Linked DNA regions of Mus musculus: region 1 is linked to region 2. A link is a contact called in public Micro-C data. All regions are on one chromosome and are shown on one strand. The core of a region is the stretch at or near the end of the contact, and the rest is flanking DNA. Distances in the headings are between cores, read along the strand shown.

What was found. A called contact is a pair of places that touch in the nucleus more often than the background predicts.
Region 1: a Micro-C map of macrophages shows a contact between it and region 2, with 4 times the contacts expected there. The contact joins two enhancer-like sites. A contact is called at or near these places in 4 of 484 Hi-C or Micro-C datasets (adipose-derived mesenchymal stem cells, cortical neurons, embryonic fibroblasts and 1 more).

The regions. Positions count from the first base shown.
Region 1 is chr14:106,152,223-106,158,393 of GRCm38.p6, reverse strand. No RefSeq gene overlaps it. Among named protein-coding and RNA genes, the nearest start is that of Trim52, 49 kb to the right of the region's middle. Within about 2 kb of position 3,018, at least 34 of the 459 cell types and tissues checked have an H3K27ac peak or open chromatin away from gene starts, as enhancers often do. A contact at or near this core is called in macrophages, where this site is marked.
Region 2 is chr14:106,050,320-106,056,249 of GRCm38.p6, reverse strand. No RefSeq gene overlaps it. Among named protein-coding and RNA genes, the nearest start is that of Trim52, 53 kb to the left of the region's middle. Within about 2 kb of position 3,174, at least 31 of the 459 cell types and tissues checked have an H3K27ac peak or open chromatin away from gene starts, as enhancers often do. A contact at or near this core is called in macrophages, where this site is marked.

The DNA of each region.
Region 1 (6,171 bases), core at 1,769-4,268, 100 kb before region 2:
GCAAAGCTGAAAGGCGCACAGATCACCTGCAATCCAGTTTTTTTTTTTTAATGAATATTGACCCATAACAAGGCTTCAAAGGGTACTCATTAAAGGAAAGTTGTGCAAAGACTGAAGTGTGTTGCTGATGTGCACCTATAAAGCAGCTACAGAAACACCTGGCAAACACAGAAGTGGATGCTCACAGTCAGCTATTGGATGGAACACAGGGCCCCCAATCAAGGAGCTAGAGAAAGTACCCAAGGAGCTGAAGGGGTCTGTAACCCTATAGGAGAAATATGAACAGCAATATGAACTAACCAGTACCTCCTGAGCTCATGTCTCTAGCTGCATATGTAGCAGAAGATGGCCTAATCAGCCATCATTGGGAGGAGAGGCCCTTGGTCTTGCAAAGATTATATGCCCCAATACAGGAGAACACCAGGGCCAGGAAGCAGGAGTGGGTGGGTTGGGGAGCAGGGCGGGGGGAAGGTATAAGGGATTTTCAGGATAGCATTTGAATTGTAAATGAAGAAAATATCTTAAAAATATCTTTAAAATTGTTTAAAATATATTAAAGTAAAGAGGAATCTATGGCAAAATTATTCATCAAAGTCCTATTTGTGACTAATACTTTATTCAAATGATTATAGAAAATTTGGAGAGTTTCTTTTCCATTAGGTGGTATAAAGTCTAGACTAGTAAACTCCAAGCTAGAATCTAACTTTTCGTAAGGTAAGAGAGTCTCTAAATAATGTCAGTTACAAATTTATCTTACAGATAGTTGAGAACATGTACCCCAGTTATACCCCATACTAGAAGACAGATTACAAAGTACATCTGACTTTATAAAAAGCTGAGATTATCACAGTAAATTTGCAAGAAGGCAGTTAAATATATAAGTCATTAAAACTAATGACATTTCAAACCGTAAAAATATAACAGGTATTGGTAACAAAATAAGGAAAGCAATAGAATTGAAAAACTCAAGATTTAGCTTAAGAACAAATGAAAGTAAAAAGACTGCTTTAAATATATTCCCAGAGAAAATAATAAATACAAGAAACAGAAATGTAGAATTTATTACCCCATTTCTACCCATTACTGCAGACTGAGTCTTTTCCCAGTCTATGAGATATTCCGGAAATTGTAATAAATTCCATTTATTGCTTAACTTGTTTCAGTCGGTCTTCTGACCCTTGAAATAAAAGTAATTATCATTAGTAAAATCTATTTATCTCTCTGGATAGAAGTGTTGATTCCAGAGACATTTAAGCTTTGCCAGATACTATCATGTCCAAAAAGTTTAAGACTGTAAATAGTTTTCTAAAAACACTAGTCTGTTCCACATAAAGAAATTAATATTATTCTTTTAATAACCAAAATATGTGTTTTTAGTATGCATTGGCAGAGAAGCATCCACATATAATTACTCAGAATCTACCTCCTAAGGTCTCTTATGGGTCCCCCAGAGTTTTATCCAACCAAACCAAGCAGAGAATAAAAGGGTGGAAAAAAATCATGAAAAGTTTAATGGGGCAAACCTAGAAAAGGTCAGTCCTTGCTCTCCCAATGGATATGACTCAGGGACAATGGTGCATGGAACTAGAAGCAGGTCTGGGCAAGAGTCTCACTGGGAAGCCATGCAGACACCAACCACAAGATTCCCGATGACATCTCTTGACTCAGAAAAGAGAATAGCCATTTTTGGCAGAGATCCATATATTTCACAACAAAAACTACTTTGTCTTTTGTGAAGTTGATATACTGAATATAAGTTGTAACTGAATATTAAATAAATTCTAGCATTTCAAGAATTTATGAAAGATGTATATGCATCAGCATTTGAGATATTAATAATCTTTGATTAGTTATTGGTAGCTGTATCCTCAGTAACCTATGCCAAGTTTTTTAAGAACCTAGAAATTGAAAGTCCTAAACTTGAACCTTAAAAAAAAAGAACCCGAAGATGTGTTTGGTGGTAAACAATTGTAACACCAGCACTAGAATCTGAAACAGGAGTTACCATGAATTTGAGACCAGCATGTATTGCATAGCATGTACCAAATTCTGTCTATAAATAAACTAATTAATCAGTAAGTGGATAAATAACACCCATCCCTGAACATCTCATTTATTCATGCAAATCTTTGCTTTGACACTCAGATAAATGCAGATACCATACATACAATGGAACCTGGATAAAAAATTAATGAGTCTTTTCTGCATAAAGGTGTTTCTGTTCTCTTGACTAAAGGAGATAAGTACAATTAGGAGTTATGAATATCCTGAAGATCAAAAATTCACTTCAAGCTAATGCCTAAGCACACCTCCAGAAGCTGTGGGAACAGATGGCTTCCACATGATAAAATCAGATTCCAGCTATCTGCTCTTTCACAAAAAACAAGATGCTCTTTCTATATGTGATTTAGCAACAATTATCAATATGAACATATCTTCATTACAAATATCCATGTGGTAACAAAACAATAAATATGAGTATTATCATTTCCTTAAATAAAATGCACTAAAAATGCCAACATTCTAAAGTAGAATTACATCGAATATAAAATTGATGCCTTGGCTGTATGAACACAAATATAAATATAAAAAGGTAAAAACAGCTATGACACAACCTTTCTTTCTGTTTTTCTTTTTCTTTTTTGTGAAACAAGGCTTCTCTGTATAGTTCTTGCTGTCCTGGAACTCACTCTGTAGACCAGGCTGGCTGCAAACTCAGAGATCCCTGTCTCTGCCCCTTGAGCACTGAGATTGAAGATCTGTGTCAGCATGACCTTTATAACTGACACTATGCTTATTAATGGATTTGTTGAGGAGCTGCACTCAGGAGTAGGGCTGTTTGGTGATCAATGACATCAACTGAAGACAAGTGTGTGCCAGTTACTGTGCTAAGTGCTTTAAACTTCATACCATTATTATTGACAATTCACAATCAAGGAGGCTGTTATATATGTTGCCCAAGATGACCTTACCAGGAAGCAGAGGAATGGAGAACTACGCACAGCTCTGTCTGATGTGGACTCTGACCTCCTTGTGTTGCACAAGCTTCCTCTAATATCAGTGCTTCCTGCTCCAGAGAAAGCACAGACTTAACGAGAGAATTTTATTACAAACACAACAAGCCAACTAGTACAAAAATAGAAAACAAGGTTACAAATACATCTAGATATTTTCATATTAATTTCCCTACTGGGTATTTTTAAATGATAGCTCTGAAATGCAGAATACTACTTTCCTTCCCTGTGACACACTTAAGACTGTGGTGCTGGGTGGTATGTGCATTGGCAGCGCAGAGAAGGAGCGGGCCAGCACCTTTTCCTAGGCGCCCTGAGCTGTGGCACTGCCCCTTCGGTTGTTACATGAGTCTTTTACGACACAGTGTTCTCACTGAGTATCTTTGTTCATTCCTAATAAGCCAGTTTCCTTGTCTTCAGCTGTGTAATTCACTATATACAGTTTCCTCACTGGTTCCAGAAACAAAGTAAACAATCTCATGAAGTGTTGTTCTCTGAGCACACGATTAAAATGATTGTCAAAACATAAGCTTCTGTCCTTGAAGTAATGGTTTCTATTAATCTATTTTCTTTTAACGCGTTTTATTGGTTATCCTGTTGGCATACAAAAATAATTTTTCCTTAAGATATTTTCATGCCTGTGCCTCACTGAACTTTTCTTATGCCTGTGCCTATAACCCTCCCTAAAATAAGAGCAATGGGAAGAAAAAGGAAACAGAGTGAAACCCGGAGCCTTACTTCTCCCCATCTGTTTTACGGTGGAAAGATGGAAAAAATGAAACAAACAAGACGTCATGCTGACAGCAGAGGACAATAGCAAGCGAGGTCCCATAACCCGGGCTGAGGTGATCATGAGGGGCATGCTTGTAGAAACCTGTACTCCGAGGACCGTGTGCTTGCAGCATACCATGTGACATGGGTTAATGACGAAGCAAGCTAGCTAGGCAGAAACTTCAGGAAGGAGTAAAGATGGAGGACAGCTTGCTCAGCAGTGATGACAGAAATACTAATCTACGTCAGATGGGAGAACAGACAGAAGACACTGAATTCACTGAAAGAATTCTCAGGCATCACACCTTCAATGAGGGAAGATGGTAGATTAATTTTTAAACTTTTCATTGACAAGGGAAAGGTGTAAGAGCCAAAGGTAGTCATTGAGAGAATGTGTGAGAAAACTACCAAGTAAAGCAAACATTAAACTTTGTAAGAATAATGAGAATTCACAATATAAGAAAGAACAAAGTAAATCAATAGTGAAATGGGTGCTTTTATTCTAAATTTTGATATGAAATTAGACACTTAAAAACAATTTTAAACGAAAGTGCTGTTAAAAAGAAATAAGGCCCAACTTGAGGCTCATCCTGTGGAAGAGAGCCAACCCCCTGACATTATTAATGATGCTCTGTTAGGCTTGCATTCAGGAACCTAGCATAGCTGTCTCCTGGGATGCTTCATTCAGCAGCAGATGCAGAGACCCATAGCCAAACATCAGGCAGAGATGAGAATCTTGGAAGAGCTGGAGGTAGAACTGAGCAAGCCCAAGGGTCGAAGACACCACATGAAGCCCCTTGGCCCATGAGGGCTCACAGAGACTGAACCACCAACCAAATAGCATGTACAGATGGACCTAGCCCCACCCCCACCCCCACATTAGCAGCAGACATGCAGCTTTGTCTTCATGTGGGTCCCCTAACGATTGAAGCAGGGACTGTCTCTGACTCTGTTGCCTGCCCGTGGATCCCCTTCTCCTACCTGGACTTCCCGGTTGGGCCTCAGTGGGAGAGGAGATACTTGGTCCTGCTGAGACTAAGTGTCCCTGGTTGGAGTGGTACCCAGATGGTTGGAGCTTCCCCCTTCTTTGAAGAGCAGGGAAGAGGTAATGGGGCAAAGATTTTCAGGGGCAGGAGGGAAAGGTGATGTGATTGTGATTTAATGTTAAAAAAATAATAATTATGGAGAAAAAAAAACTGTGTAGCACAAACACCTATTTATCATTTTATCGTTTTTAACATGATAGCCAAATGTACAGCCAAGAATACACTCACACATCTACAAACAGAAGAAAATCAAAAATTAAGAATGATGACACAAATGAATACCTTTTCACAGTTACATATAACACATTCACATATTCTACCAATGAACAACTATAAATGTCTAAAAATGTAACTTGTTAATACTTGCTGCTTTGTTTTCCCAGACAACTGGGCATCAAAAATGTCACTTGATCCAGGCTTGAGTTCTTGAGAGAACCAAAGACATAATGGGCTTTAAAACACCTTCTCCTGTTGGCATCATGAATGCTTCCTGGCTGATTCTGTTGGACAACAGAGACAAAGCAAGCCCTGTAATTACATCCCAACTTGATCTAAACTTACAGTCATGTAATTAATACTTCCTCTGTAAAGCAACGGGATAATTTAAAGAGCAGATATTTGTCTTTAAAAGAGAACAGAAAAACAAGAGGGGAATACATGTACATTTTAAGTTCATGCGCGCACTCCTGGGACTCCATTTGCTAAAGGATATTGTAACTGGACTCTCAGAGCTTTCATTGTACCAGGAGATGAAAATGATACTTCCTTCCTGCTGAAGGCAATAGTGTAGAGTAGAGAAAAGGGTGACTGGAGCCTATATGTATTCCATGAGGGTTTATGAAAATGGCAAACAATCTCAGCTCCTGGCTACCTGAGCCACCCTGCTACACTGCCAACTACGTTTTCACTTTCAGGCAAGAAACTGGTGCAGAAATCTGGCACCAAAGGTTAGACCTCAACTTACTCAGTAGAAAAAGAACCCTAGACTCCAGCAGATTAGCATGACTTCTCAAATCCATTTACAGTTCCTAAGACTATTTCTATAGAGACATTCAAAAAGTAAATGCAGATGCTGCAGAACTTAAAAGATCCTATAAAATTGTTTTGTGATCCAACACTAGAGAATAAACTAAGACTATATATTACTTTGTTTATGATAGACTTTGTTACTAGGAATCGCTGTTTTCAAAACTTGATCCAGCTTTAAGTGTCTTGACTTTTTAAAAACTGTTTATATAATATCCAGTAGAATTTAACATTTTAAAATCCCTCTCCATTCCCAATCAATTAAAAAATTAACATCATCTCTTCCTTTTCAATTGTTTCTACTGAATATTTAA
Region 2 (5,930 bases), core at 1,925-4,424:
GTACAGATTGAATATGCCACAGGAGATATTTGTTTTTGTGCTTCTCTATGTCCATATTTAAACATATTACGTAAATATGTCCACACCTAAATCTGCCCCATCTTGTTGATCCATTTTTAAAATTCACACCCTGTCTTGTATAAACGCAACCCAACCGTGAATATAACTTGCTCATGAGTCATAACCTTTCAAACATTGAAGTAATCATGAAAAGCACTTCTTGTTAGTTTACAATTAGAGTATTAAGTTCAATATCATGCTGTATTATAGTTTTGGGGAAAAATCATAAAGGGTTTTATTTCTTAATGCTCAATAACATTTAATTGTTATCATACACAATATAAAGCTAAGTCTATATCCATGTTAACACCTACAAAAATAATTTTCTTAGGTAGATTTTGGCAGATATTTCTGCTCTTTTTTGTTTTCATTTTAAAGGATACTTATATACAACCTGAACCAGCACTTGCCCATAGGTATAGGATATATGGTAAAAATCTTCTGCTTGCTTAAAATAATGGCTTTAAATGAAGTTCTTATCTCCCATAGGGGAAAAATTATCTGTTGATTAACTATGATTTTCATTCCAGTGTGCTTTGGAGTTCATTGGTACAATATATCTATTTTAAAGACGTGGAACTCTGAAAAGAATTCATATTCTATACATATTCACATTGTGTGTGTGTGTGCGTGTGTGTGTGTGTGTGTGTGTGTGTGTGTTAAATCCTGTTGATCTATGTTGTAATCAAACTCTGAATATTTTTGCTGAGTTTTAGCTTGGAAGGCCTGTCAAAGGATGTAAGTGAGATATTAACATTTTCTACTTTTATCCCTTTTGGTGTTTATTTTTAAGAAATGAATTAGGAACATAACTTAGTACGTAATATTTATAATTTTTATGTCTTGTTGGTGAGTTGTTCCCTTATTAAAATGTTGCAATCTTGCTGTGGCCGGGAAATCAGGCAAGCTAACTGCAGATCTTCTCGTCCCGCTCCTTTTCTCCAAATCCAGGCCTACGGTTTCATCCCTAGCTCAGTAGCAGACTACCAGACTATCCTTTCCTCACTCTCTGCCACTGTATCACAGTGACTAAAAAGATCCCTTGCTTTCTTCTTTTCTGTGGACCCCCAGTCTTCCTCTCCAAGCCCATCTCATTCCTCAGCATCAGCTTCCAATACCTAAGAACACTTTGTACCAAGAACCCTGGGATACTATGAAAAGATCAATTCTAAGAATAATAGAAATATAGAAATGAGAAGTCAAAGGTACATAAAATGTTTTCAAAAGATCATAGGAAGAAAACTAGAGGAGAAGATGCTCTCGTTGAACTCTGAATATTTCTGCTGAGGTTTAGTGTGGAAAGCCTACCAATGGATGAATGCACAAGGACAAGAAGCATGAAGAACAGAAAGACTGGGCCAGAAAAGAAATGACCCTCAGCATATAATAACTAAAACACTAAATGGATAGAACAAAGGGATACTGTTAGAACCTGCAAGGGAAAAGACAAAGTAACACAGACAGATCTTTTATAATAGGACTTGCTTCTTGATGGTACTCTAAAAGCACAAAGGGAACAGACAGATATTCTATGGACTCTTAAGAGACCCTAGATGCCACACAAAACTACTACACCCAGTGTACTGAATAGTTATATGTCAACTTGACACAAGTTAAAGTGATCTGAGAGGAGAGTACCCCAGTTAAGAAAATGCTTCTGAAATAACGTGCAATCATGAAGAGCTGAGTTCTAATCCCAACACTTGCATAAAATCTAAGAGTAGCTACATACACCTGCAACTCTAGGCCAAGTCAGGTAGGACAATGGGACCTGCTGGCCACCACCTTAGCACCAGGTCCATTGAGAGACCTCATTTCAAGGGAATGAGGATGGACTGAAAATGCTAGACGGGGACACCCTACGATATCCTCCTCTGGCCTTTGTAATATCAGATCCCCTTCCCAAGGCTCAGGAAAAATGACAGAGAGGGTACAAGCAGATTTTAAGACACAGAGGTCTGGAAGGACTGAGGTAAAACAGTATCTTCTGCATATAACCAAACTTGCTCTCATGACCTCACAGCACCTGTGGATGCCTGCAAGAGATTCACTAAGGATCAAGCCAGTCAACATTCTAGTATGGATTTGGAAAAGGTTTGTGAATCACTCCTAAATTAGAAGCTAAGGATGACAGCTTTTGGAGGAGGGAAAGTCAATTTTCTTTAAGGATATGGCTCCTGATAGGTTGACCATTTTCCAGTGGTTGGCCCCATATCCATAAATTCATGAACAACACAAATTGGTGATAGGGAATTATTAAATTAGAAAAAAAGAAAAAAGGGAACTTGAATTTGAGTGAAGAAGGGGCATTGAGTGTAGATCTCAGAGAAGTTAAAAGAAAGGATTTGTGGTGAACATGGTCAAAGCCTACTGGACAATAGTCTCAGAGAATCAATAAAAATAGTTTAAAAAGAAAAATAGGGCAAAAAGAAAAGAGGAGCAAAATATGCGAAATCGGGATGTATGAATCTGAAATTAGTAGGAAATCTAAAACAAAGAAAAATCAATGCATATAAATTAGAGAGGAGCAAAGTATAATAATAAAATAGATGAAGAGGGGAAGCTTCACTTCGACTGCTATCTGGTACCTATTCACTTCCCAAGAGACCCTGAGTAGGAAGAAAAGTATCCTCACATAGTCAGGAATGACAATACTCTAAACTTCAGCATGTTGACGAAGGTTCACTCATTTCCCACATTTGATATGACAGAATGGAACACAAAGCCTTAAAAAATGTAGAGATACAAACAGGAAGAGATATAAAGAAGTGAGTGATTGCTCATATAGGAGTTATGAAACTTTGACCGAACAGACATGGAAATATTTCCAAGACACATTTTTGCAGTGATTCAAATGTCAGGGTCATATGATGTAAGCTTTGGAAACAGTACACTGATTTATTTGGGGAAAAGAATCAGAAATGCAAGCTGTAATTTATAATAGCATTCTTAATGGAAGCCAAAAATAAATACCATTTACATATTATATTGGGAATAAAGTATCTGCTGCAGACAACAGCTTTTTGTGTTCAAAAAATACTGCAGTGTTAGAATGCACTACATAACCTAATGAACTCATTTGAAATCAGCACAAAGCAACACCCAAAACTCGGGGAAAAATGAATCATAGGGTGGCTGAAATAAGACAGCAGTGCAGATGCATTCTTGATCCTTTGACCACATAGATCTCTCAAAAAAAAAAAAAAAAACAGAGTCAGGGAGACAAACAGCAGCTTGCAAGACTGGCAGAATAAACAGCTACAGCCACTCCACTGATTTCTTCTCCAGGTGGCTCTCTTTGTTGTGTAGATTTATGTCCTCAGAATCAAAAGACGTGATGGGGACATGGAAGTAAGAGATTCTTTTGGAATGCATGGTAGTTTCCAGCAGCATTGTAATCTCTCCCTTAGTCAGAAATTATTTAAGGCTTCCACGTATTGGGCAAAAGAATAACAATTTCAAAATACTCTAGTGGGACTTTGATGGTCATATTACAAAGTGGGAAGCAGCAGCATACTTGAGAGCTGTCATTTTGATAAAGATACTGCAAATGGCGAAGAAAAAAGAAGTAGCAATGATTCATTTAAATGTTCTAATATTCCTGTATGTTAGTGACACAAAGTCAAGACAAGCCATATGAAAAACTTAGAAGAAGGGATGAGGGGTCCAAAACCAGATGAATTACCTCAAGTTTTTACAGTCTCAAAGAATGCATAGAACGCTGTTGACCATAAACAAAACTCCTCAAGGACTCTGTCTTCATTAGATTTTTACTGCTGTGAACAGACACCATGACAGGCAACTCTTATAAAGAACAACATTTCATTGGGGCTGGCTTACAGGTTCATAGATTCAGTCCATTATCATCAAGGTGGGAACATGGCAGCATCCAGGCAGGTATGGGGCAGGGAGAACTGAGAGTTCTACATCTTGTTCAGAAGATAGAAGACTGTCTTCTAGGCAGCTAGGAGGAGGGTCTCAAAGCCCACTCCCACAATGACAAACTTCCTCCAACAAAGCCACACCTACTCTAACAAGGCTATTCCTCCTAAAAATACTGCTCCCTGGTTCAAGCATATTCAAACCACCACAAAGACACTTTAGATTAAAGTTGAATATGAAGCTCAGCTGTACAATCTTTAATAATTGTGATAGCTTAAATATACTCATTGAATGCTCTAAGCTTCAATTTCCACATTAGGAAATGAGGATAATATGATCTTTCAGAGATTCAAGGATTTAATGTCACATTTTTTTCTGTGACAGTATAATTGTTTACATGGGTCTCATGTTTCTATCAACAGCTATGTCTTTAGATTCCCCCCACAAGCTAACATAACACAACCTTTATCACTTACCTGTCGTGTAGCCTTGAGCTCATTATTTACCTGCACTGTCAATTTTATCACTTATAAATATAAAATTTAAATAAGACACACCTCAAAGGGAGGAGTGTTGAAAGGATGCATGCATTCATATGAGTAACACATTGAAGGAAGAGAATATTTGGTAGGAATTAGAAAAACAGTAAATGTCAACTCAATTGTTAGCATTTTTCTCCTATGTTCTTCCATCTCCTTTATCTTCTTCATCTTCTTGTCACTGTGCTGATGACCATATTTCAGGCACTCTGTTAGGGAATATCTTGTTAGGGCATGGAAACCTTTTTGCTCGGTGTATCAATACCAAGTATACACACATTTACCAAATGCCAGTTCCCATGAACAGAATCCTTGGTTTGTAAAGGAAAAGAACTCAACCTGTGATGGTTTGTATATGCTCAGCCCAGGAATTGGCACTATGAGAAGGTGTGGCCCTGTTGGAGTAGGTGTGTCACTGTGGGTGTGGGCATTAAGACCCTCATTCTAGCTGCCTGGAAGCTAGTATCTACTAGCAGCCTTCAGATAAACATGTAAAAATGTCAGCTCCTCTTGCTTTATACCTATCTAGAAGCTGCCATGCTCCTGCCTTGATGATACTGGACTGTAACTCTGAGCCTGTAAGTCAGCCCCAATTAAATATCGTCCTTTATAAGACTTGACATGGTGATGCTGTCTGTTCATAGCAGTAAAACCCAAACAAAGTCACAACCCAAACTATCTTTAGTCAGAAGGAGATTCTTTTGGTAAGTCAAATGACCAGCCTAGTTACAAATCTGTGTGAACACACTCCGAGTTGATCAAGACATTTGTCTTCCCAAATTCCTACCCACACTTCATCTAGAGCATGGACTCCATCCTCTCTTTTGGCAAACAGCTTCCTCTGTGAGGCATAGATTAGCCACATGGAACTTTTAGATTTGTTGTTTATTTGTTTACTTGGCTTCTTTTGTTTCTTTTGTCTTCCGATGCCTTGCTACTCGGGGATGCAAAGATTAGTTTGCTGGTGGGTAAGAGATGTACGACAGTCTAGTGACTCTCACTCCAGTTGAGAGCTGGTGATGTAAATGATCCAAGAATAAGAAAATGAACCTGTTGGTCAAGCCAAGACTCAAGCATTGACCTTCAGTCTTATAAGCTAAATAAATATTATTTTATGCTATTTTATTATGATCATAAAAATTTAATAGTCTCATTTAGGCATTACTTAAGTCATACCTGTATGAGTGTTATGTCCTCATGGTTGATCACCCTATACTCTGCCAAGCTTGTATCATTGTTTTTCATAGACACTGGTTGAAATACCTGCCAAGTTGCTTGTGTTCTCCATCTGGTCCTTCTGCTCCATTTAAGAATATGATGCTAAATATTGAAACAAACACTCTGCCATAAGCAGGCTTGTGTGCTTAGTGACTTGGCAGGCTGCTACAAGCAATATGCCTGGAATGTCGAAGAATTCTTAGAAACTTGTCAGCTTGACCAAACATGGTC